3 separate regions of the Sus scrofa genome follow, and all the other regions are linked to region 3. Evidence: chromatin contacts called from public promoter capture Hi-C data. All regions are on one chromosome and are shown on one strand. The core of a region is the stretch at or near the end of the contact, and the rest is flanking DNA. Distances in the headings are between cores, read along the strand shown. Region 1 holds the start of ASH1L (histone-lysine N-methyltransferase ASH1L). Region 2 holds the start of TRIM46 (tripartite motif-containing protein 46). Region 3 holds the start of RUSC1 (RUN and SH3 domain-containing protein 1).

Region 1 (2,860 bases), core at 133-2,632, 200 kb after region 3:
CTTATAAGTGGAACTACATTACACTTGTACAAATAAAAGCAAACTCTTCCGAAACACTTTCCTTTCTTGCATACACACACAAACACAGCCGCTATACACTAACAGACCATCTGTCTCCTAGACCAAAAACATGTCTTTCCATGCACAAACTAACCAGTAACATCTATTAAACTTATAACACGGAGACCATCCTGTAGTTTCAACAGCCAGTTGAGCGTGTCAGGGACACCACAGATCTGAACATACAGGTAAACTACCCTCAAAAGAGGATCATCCCTCCTGACACTCTTATTCCTTAACGGGAACAACCTGGCCTATGGGGGATGCTCCAATCGTGCCTCCACAACACACAAACTAACCTGTCAGGGGCACAGCGGGCTCCGCCTCCACTCGCTTACTTTCCCGCCCCCTCCCCCAAGCCAGGAGCCCGCCTGTCAGGGACACCCCTTCACCTCCGCCAGGAGGGACTTCCCGGTAAGCTCAGGATCCCCTTCCCTACTCTCCCCTCCCCCATCCTTACCACCGCTCTCCCGGAGGTCCAGGTCCGGGAGATGACAGTAGCTCCCAGGAAGCCAAGGACTGAGTCGCTGAGGGAGTACTTAGGCCCAAAGGCCTCCCCAGGCGGTACTACTCACCGTGTCAGAGGCCGAGGCCGAGAGAGATGAGAGTGCAGGGAAGTGGGGAAGAGGGGGCGGCCGCCACCAGGCTCCTCCGCTTCCCTTGGTCCACAGCGGATCCCTCCCGCTTGTCAGGAGGCGGCCAGCGGGTGAGCGGACTGGCGGAAATGCGAGAGAGGAGAGGGGAAAGGCGTGGGGCTAAGCGGGGGAAACTGAGGGGAGGCGGGTCCCGCAACCGAGACGGGGATCGTCTCCCCCTCCGCAAAGCGAACCCAAAATGGCGGCGGGAGCGGCGGCGGCAGAGCGGCGGCGGCGGCAGCTCCTTGGGAGGGAGGGAGCGAAGGGCGCCTCGTGCCCCCCCACCTCCCACTCCTCCCTCCTCGCGTTTTCCCCCTTCGTCCTCCCTCCTCACTCGACTCGGGCGGCAGAGCGCGCACGCCCGCCCGCACGCGCCAGAGTGTATCTGGGCTCGTCGCTTGCTGCTCCCACCAACCACCGCCTTCGGCCGCCTGGCGCGCCCGCCAGCCAGTACGCACTCGCTCTGGGGAGCCTCCTCGCACGGTCCCCCACTTCCCCTCGGCCCCTGTCAAGCCAGCTTTGGCGCGGGCCCTCACGCGTACCTTCAGCGGCGCGAGCCCAAGCCTCCTCCTCCACCTCCTCTCCTCTCCTCCCCCCCTTCCCCGCCCCCACTGCCACCAACCGCCGCCACGGCCGCCGCCGCCGCCTCCTCCCCCTCCGCCCCCCCCACATACCCTCCACCCCTCGCGCGTGCGCCTCCCACAATCCCCCCCGCGGGACTGTTCCATTCCCATTAGCTGCAGCAGCGGGGGAGAAAAGGACAGACGAAACGGGCAGAAGTTGCCGTTAGGATTGGAATTACCCCAGTGGCCAGTAGACACCTATGACTATTTACCTCGATGGCTGAGGCGCCAAGGCGACACGGCTCGCTCCCCCCACCTCGTCCTGGCCGCGGTGAGCGGCTCGGGGGCGGCCTAGCGCCCCTCTGCTGACAAGTAGTTGGAGGCCGCGGCGGCTGCGCGGTGAGCAGCTTCCTGCCAAACGACCCGAGCTTGCTTCTCTGCTGCGGGACAAGCGCTGTGGAGCCAGCCCTTGACTGTGCCTGTCGTTCACCGCATCAGGAAAGCGGATCCACGACTCTCGGTGAGGGAATGGACCTGCATGGGGTTGTACTCATGAAGGAGAGGAGTGGGACTCGGAACCTCCATGAGGTAGGGAGTGAAACCAGTTGGGCCGGCGACCCTCCTAGGGGGCTTCCTTCCGGGCTCCGTGTTGCGGTCCTGAAACCTAAAGAAGAACCGGTGCGTGGTCGGCTTTTTCTTTCTTCCTTTTTTGAAATTCTATTTTAAACCCATCTTAGATTGCTCGAATTTCACGCCACTGTCTATACGCGATGATGTTTCGTGCACTTTTATGCATTCCTCTTGGCTAGATGATATATTTTCAACCTCATTAGGCAGCCTGATGTTAGAGGATAAAGATGCCATACGTTACAAATTCAAGGTCTGGACTTGGTCTCTCACGTCTTGTGTGTCTTTCAGAAAGTTATTTTTCTTAATTCCTTGTCAACAAATGAAAAACTGAACATAAAAATTAGTTAACTCCAAATCTGCCTTCAAGGTTGGTATGTGATAAAATAAAATAATGTAGATAAAGAAGTATTAGCTTCTAGGCACAGGGAAGGTGCAAAGTGTAATGTTATCGTTTACAGTACTCTGGATGTTGATAAGGTTTGTGGGTGTAATTGGTAGTTTGTGTCCTATTCTTCCAAATCGTTATAATAAATGCAAAAGGAAATCTTTCAGATTTCTGTGGCTACTGATACTTGTTTCTCAAAACTGTGAATGAACACTTACTTTTTCTTGATGATTGAGTAAGGAGAACTATGAACTATTAAAATGTACGGGTATTTCTGAAGCTTTCTATTCAAATAATCTTTAGTTTCACCCAAAGTGTAAAACAGAATAAATCGGGGGAGGGATCCGCTTGGATATTCCGTTCCTTAACATCTATGGACTTTTAAGGATCTAGGAATAGTTTCAAAATCACTGTACTAGATTAATTTCAAGCTCTAAAGTTTAAGTAGACAGTCCTAAATGTTCCCTTTTCCATACTTAAGTATATGGATCAGGTTTTGTTTAATTGCTCTGGGTTTTTTTTTTTTTTTTTTAAGGGAAGGATGGAATCCCCTTTAATTACCTCACTATCCATATCTTTGCTTTTCC
Region 2 (2,784 bases), core at 149-2,648, 140 kb before region 3:
TCTAAGCACCTGGAAATTCAGTACCGTGTTTGCGGAGGTTACAGGAGAGGGATCAAATATTCCACCCTCAATTTCCACTTACTCTCCGGGAAGATCTTTGCTTGGAATCCTTTGCCAAAGACAAGATTCTCCAGATTATTGAAGGCCTGGGTTGAGAGAGTGAAGGAGTAGGACGTGCACAGGAGTAGGAGGGCAGAGCTCTGTCGGTAACGGGAGGGGTACAAGCCTGTGGCCCTCCACCCTCCCCACCCTCAAACACGTCTGTTTGCTCCACCTCAGGGAGGATACGGTGAGAGAGAAGACGAAAAGGCCGGAACCAAGTAGGCCGCCCTGGATGGTGAGCCACTCGGTGGAGGCCAGTTGGCGGCTGTACATCTGCATCCCAGCGAAGAGCAGCAGGGACAGGAGAGAGGAGAGCGCCAGCGAGGTGCCCGTACCCACCACTGCAGCGGGGTAGAGAAGAGACGGAGATTAGGCCCAGCCCTCCCTCCAGCAGCTGCAGGCAGATCCGGCAGGTCCGGGAGTCGAGGGCCCGACCACTTCCAAGCGCTCCCAGGACTGCAGCCATTCTCCCCAACTCCCAAAACCCGCGGCGACCCCCCAGGAATTCATTCCTCAGCCCCAGATGCCTCGAACCCTCCCGCCCTGGGGAAATGCCCGCCCCCCTGGAACCCAGGACACGTCAGCTCTGCGGGAAGAGGACGAGGAAAGCTGGTCCGCCCAACTCCGACCCCACTAGCCCGTCCAGGTGGGATCCCGCGGGTCCCGTTACCCATCATGCCCTGCCCTGGGGTCCAATTGGCGCCGCGATCCGAGAGGAGAGCCGAACCGGGGACGGTTGGCTGTGCGCATGCGTCGGCCCCAAACGTAGACTTGCTTCTCCCCAACGTCTTCCTCTTTCTCCCCCGCCGCGCCTGGGTGCAGCGCCCTCTCCCGGAAGGGAGGAAATAGTTCATGCAAAAGCAGCCTTGGCCACCACCCTGGTCCCCCGCTCTTCTCCGCACCCGGAGCATCTGCCGCCTCTCAGTGCACGCTGCACTTAACTCTTCAAGTCACTGGGCCCATGGACCATAGTCTCTAGCCCACGTCTGTCTTCTTTGCCATTCACGTCAGCCCTAGTGCCCGTTCCTTAAAACTCCCTCCCCCATGATCATTGCCTCGTGGACTCTGCCCAAACCAAAATCAAGTGCTTCCATCCTTAAGCCCATCTTTCTCTGAAACTATCCTCTTGCTTTCTCTGAGCAAGATTAGGAGCCAATAAAGAATTCGAACATAAGAAATGGCACCCCCCTCAGATACCATTCCAAGTTACCCACCGCCACCCACCACCGCCTCCTGAGAACCACGTGGGGAAAACTATTTCCCACCTCCTACCTCGACCGGCGCTGTTCGAGGATGGTCCCTTGAGCATGCGCAGTGACATCTCACCCACCCCTCCCCACATCCCCACTGGGCTCCAGCATTAAGCCCGGGGTTCGCAGCCGCAGCCGGGATCGGGCACCCGGGGGCGGGCGGGCATGGTAGGGCCATGGCTGAGGGTGAGGATATGCAGACCTTCACTTCCATCATGGATGCACTGGTCCGCATCAGTGTGAGTTAAGGTGGGGTCGAGGGAAGGGGAGGGGGAGTATAGGGGTCCCGGGCTGGCCGGAACCTGGAACAGGTGGGGATCCTGCAAATGCTGGGATGTAGACAGCGGGCTGATGATGCCAGAAAGAACTGGGGGGATCGGGTTGCAGGCATGTGAGGGTAATCTGGGGGCAGCCCTGTGGTAAATGCCGTGAAGGCGTCCATCTGCTGGGATGTAAGGAACCTGGAGCTGCCCGGGCGCAGGGGGCGGCCCGGGTTAGCCGCCAGCCGTGCACCGGGGCTGGGGCTGCAGGGCAACCGGGCTATGCTCTGAGGAGGGGGCGTGAGTGAGCTTGGATATTTTCCAGGAAAACTGAGGACAGGTGGGGGGAGAGCAAGGAGCCGCTCCGCGGTGTAGTTCCAATTTGGACCCCTCCCAGAGACCCCACCCCACCGCACCCCCACTCAAGGCTGCCTCCGAGCCTGCGGTTGTCATGGCAACCCGTGCCCGGCTCTCCCAGGGGCGGTGCCAACCCTGCTCCCCCCCACCACTTCCTTCCCCCTCCCTCCCTGTCCCTCCCTCCTTTGTGTCAGCTGCGCCCCTGACCGGGATGGCTGCGAAGAGAGGGACCAAGGTGAGGTGTGGGGGTGGGGCATAGCTTCAGGACCCCCCGCAACCAAAAAAGGGAGGGGTACTTCCGGTGGGGAGGGGGCAAGGAGGCGGGGCGCTCATTTTTTTTCCCTTGCTAGGGGAGGGGGTTGCGGCAGGCCAGGTGGCGCCGGGGGAGGAAGCAGGAGGGCCGGAGCGTGGGGGGCAAAAGGGAATGGGTTAGAAGGAGCCGGATGGGTTAGTGATGGGGAATGGAAGCGAGGGCAGCTGCAGGCCGGAGCCGCGGCAGGAGGACGGGCAGGGTGAGCAGAAGGATGGAGAGAGCCTGGCTATAGGGAGGAGTCACGCGGGGGAGGGGGGAGGAGGGGGGGAGTCAGAGAAGGGGGCGGGGGTCCGCACGGAGCTGCAGAATGGGCGGTGTCCTTGAGAGGAGTGGCGGGGGCAGGCGGCCCAGGGATGGGGGGGGATGGGGCCAAGGCCAGGTGAGAGGGGCTGCAGGTCTGGCTGGGACTGGGACGGTGAAGGATGTGGGGCCTGAGGCTGGGGTAGACGCGAGCTTCGACCATCCCTCCTCCTTAGGTTCTGTAGCTCTGCAGGAGGGAAAC
Region 3 (3,166 bases), core at 114-2,613:
ACTCGCAGGAAGGCTTAGCTAACATAAGTGGGCTAGAGGCTGGACCGTGGATCAGGGATGTCTGAAAGGAGAGAGAAGATTAGGGGCTGCACGGGAGCACGAGCTTGTGGAAGGAAGCAGCCAGGAAGATGAAGGCACCTCTGGGGTGTGGCTTGTCAATTCCCTTTTCACCTCAGGCAGGCATTGACGGGGAGAAGGAGCACGCCAATGCCAAGAAGATCCTGATGGAGATGGGAGAGTTCTTTCAGATTCAGGTAGGAAGGCGTGAGGCGCCAGCAGCGAACAGGCTCCGACTTTTCTTCTTGTCTCGGCGCCTCTTCATTCCTCCTTTGTCGTCTCCCCACCCACCCCAGGACGATTACCTCGACCTCTTTGGGGACCCCAGCGTGACAGGCAAGATCGGCACAGACATCCAGGACAACAAGTGCAGCTGGCTGGTGGTTCAGTGTCTGCAGCGGGCCTCTCCGGAGCAGCGCCAAATCCTGCAGGTGCCCCAGAGCGGGCTGTGGATCCCTGAGCTGCCGAAAAGGGGGATTGAGCTAGTGGTTCTGCAGTAGGGGTGATTTTGCACCACAGGGGGTGTTGGGCAATGTCAAGAGACATCTTGTTATAACTCGGTGTGTGCATGTGCCACACATCTCTCTAGTGGTTAGCAACCCAGCGGAGCTGCCAAACGTGCAGCTTCCCACACCAAGTTATCTGGCCAAAAAATTTCAGTAGTGCCAAGGGTTGAGAAATCCAGGGATAGAGGAAGCTGAGGGCTGAACCAGTCTCCTAGCATTTGGGGCGGGGAGGGAGAAGTTCACGATCCTAGATACTCGGAGACACTTGAAATTGGAGACAGCGATGGTGGGAATGGCATTGAAGATGTTCTGGAATATCCAGATGAGGGGAGTGGAGGGGACCTGGAGGTGTTGAGGGAAGGCTAACAGGCCCACTTTCCTGCCTCCAACGCTCCAGGAGAACTATGGGCAGAAGGATGCTGAGAAGGTGGCCCGGGTGAAGGCGCTGTATGAGGAGATGAATCTGCAGGCAGTGTTCCTGCAGTACGAGGAAGACAGTTACAGCCACCTGATGGGTCTCATCGAGCAGTATGCTGCGCCCCTGCCCCCGGCCATCTTCCTGGAGCTGGCACACAAGATCTACAAGAGAAGAAAGTAGCCCAGAGACTGAAGGTGGGAGGGGGGGCTCTCAATAAATTACTATCTAACCTCCGGTTCCGTTCCTGTTTTTTTGCCAGCCAGGGGCGCAGCTGTGTCCAGAATAGGCAGGGTGGAGGGTAGCTGCGTGGAAACCGGGACTGTGGGCTTTGGCTTTAGGATCTGCCCGGGATCGAATGCTCAAAGCCCTCAAAAGCAGTCGACCTGGGCCTGGGTGGGTGCCGGGCAAGACGTCAAGCGCTGGGGGCTGGGTCTCGGTCACGCCCCGCCCATGCGTGAAGGGGCGCGGCTGCGCAGCGCTGGCCGGTTGTGCCAGCGCCCCTCCCCTCCAGTCTGTGTGGGCTGGGCGGGGTCCGTGGGAGCCACAGAGGATCCCCGACGCCGCTGCGGAGCGGTTGCAGGAGGACCCTGGTGAGGATGGCCTTTGGGTGTGGCTGGAGGGATAGGGCACGTGGGGTGGGGCAGGAGAGGGGGAGCAGTGAAAAATGAATAGACAAGGGGCGGGGTGGTAGCTGGACGATGGAGACAACTGCAGAGAGAATGGAAAGACATGCAGGTTCTCGGAGCTGGATGAAGGTGCACAGCTGCTGTGGGCTGGAGCCCGGGTTCTATGCGGGCCGACCTGCCAGGCTGCGTTGACATGCTGATGGCTGCTTCGTCCTTCCCCCCACGCCCGCCCCTTTCCTGCATTAACCAGCCAGACGCGCCTCCCCCTCTCATTTCAGAGCATCTGGGCGGGGCCTCTCGGCCCCTTCTGGGAGTGAGGGGCATTCTGGGGGCAGGGCCAGATTGCAGTAGAGTGGATCCCGGGGCCATTCTCAGCCTGGCCCCATCCTTTTACAAGCCCCTGCACCTCCAAGGAGACTGAGAACGCAGCCGCATTCTCTAACCCGTCCCGCCCCATTCCCAGGAGGTTACAGTCGACTCCACCTGCAAACACTGCAGCGGATGCTAATGGCCAGTTGATGTCTGTTTGCATCTCATCTAAATATTGTTTAAGGCGCCTTTCCAGGCCTGCTCCAGCCATCAGTCACCTCAGCGTCCTTCCTGCGGCCCGCACCCTCACTGCTGGTTTCACCATCCCTGTCTTCTAGGTCTGCGTCTGCTGTTGCCAGGTAGGTGGATGTGAGAGGCCTGAGCCTCCTCATTCTCTAGAGGCTACCCCGTCGCCGCCGGCACCATGCTGTCCCCTCAGAGGGCTTTACTCTGCAACCTCAACCACATCCACCTCCAGCATGTCTCTCTGGGCCTGCACTTGTCCCGCCGTCCGGAGCTACGAGAGGGGCCCTTGAGCACATCCCCTCCCCCAGGGGACACCGGGGGTAAGGAGAGCCGAGGGCCTTGCAGCGGGACCCTGGTGGACGCCAATTCCAACAGCCCAGCCGTGCCCTGCCGATGCTGCCAGGAGCACGGGCCAGGCCTAGAAAACCGGCAGGTCCCAGCACAGGAAGAAGAGGGGGCTGCCTCTCCCTCGGACCCAGGCTGCTCCTCCTCTCTCAGCTCCTGCTCAGATTTTAGCCCGGATGAGTCCCCCATCTCAGTCTACTCCAGGGAGCTCCCTGGCAATGAGGATGTCCACCCTCAGCCCAGCATCGTCCCCCTGGAGCAAGGCTCTCCACTGGCCTCCGCCGGCACAGGCGCTTGCTCTCCAGACAGCTTTTGTTGCTCTCCGGATTCCTGCTCCGGAACTTCCTCTCCAACCGGCCCTAGCCTGGACTCCAACTGCAATGCCCTGACCACCTGCCAGGACCTCCCTTCCCCAGGGCTAGAGGAAGAAGACGAGGGTGGGGAGCAGGACCTCTCTACCCCTGACCTCCCAGAAGGTGATGATGGGAAAATCGATGCTGGGAAAACTGAACCCAGTTGGAAAATCAACCCCATTTGGAAAATTGACACCGAGAACACAGAAGCTGGCTGGAAAATCACTGAGAACAATAACTCTGGTTGGAGAGTCAATGGGAATACTAACACTAATTGGAAAGCTGAACCTGGAAAATTCGACTCCG

The links. Promoter capture Hi-C pulls out the DNA fragments that hold promoters and counts their contacts.
Region 1: a contact with region 3 is called in a promoter capture Hi-C map of fetal liver, with 4 times the contacts expected there. The contact joins the promoter of ASH1L here to the promoter of RUSC1 in region 3. A contact is called at or near these places in 3 of 5 promoter capture datasets (fetal liver, fetal skeletal muscle and liver), 5 of 47 Hi-C or Micro-C datasets (embryonic fibroblasts, epiblast stem cells, heart right ventricle and 2 more) and 2 of 2 datasets of contacts at active chromatin or transcription factors (alveolar macrophages and skeletal muscle).
Region 2: a promoter capture Hi-C map of fetal liver shows a contact between it and region 3, with 2.2 times the contacts expected there. The contact joins the promoter of TRIM46 here to the promoter of RUSC1 in region 3. A contact is called at or near these places in 1 of 5 promoter capture datasets (fetal liver), 1 of 47 Hi-C or Micro-C datasets (subcutaneous adipose tissue) and 1 of 2 datasets of contacts at active chromatin or transcription factors (alveolar macrophages).

The regions. Positions count from the first base shown.
Region 1 is chr4:94,296,054-94,298,913 of Sscrofa11.1, reverse strand. ASH1L (histone-lysine N-methyltransferase ASH1L) reads right to left here and starts at 1,382. Exons shown (of 28, transcript XM_021089697.1): 1 at 1,238-1,382; 2 at 636-775. The coding sequence starts at 1,367. It overlaps DAP3 (28S ribosomal protein S29, mitochondrial), which reads left to right and starts at 1,433. Exons shown (of 13, transcript XM_021089714.1): 1 at 1,433-1,846.
Region 2 is chr4:94,641,370-94,644,153 of Sscrofa11.1, reverse strand. TRIM46 (tripartite motif-containing protein 46) reads left to right here and starts at 1,398. Exons shown (of 11, transcript XM_003125718.5): 1 at 1,398-1,591. The coding sequence starts at 1,529. KRTCAP2 (keratinocyte associated protein 2) reads right to left here and starts at 854. Exons shown (of 5, transcript NM_001190186.1): 1 at 773-854; 2 at 289-443; 3 at 83-146. The coding sequence starts at 779.
Region 3 is chr4:94,498,190-94,501,355 of Sscrofa11.1, reverse strand. RUSC1 (RUN and SH3 domain-containing protein 1) reads left to right here and starts at 1,363. Exons shown (of 12, transcript XM_013997003.2): 1 at 1,363-1,571; 2 at 2,255-3,166. The coding sequence starts at 2,341. It overlaps FDPS (farnesyl diphosphate synthase), which reads left to right. Exons shown (of 10, transcript NM_001185131.1): 8 at 177-254; 9 at 354-488; 10 at 961-1,161. The coding sequence ends at 1,161.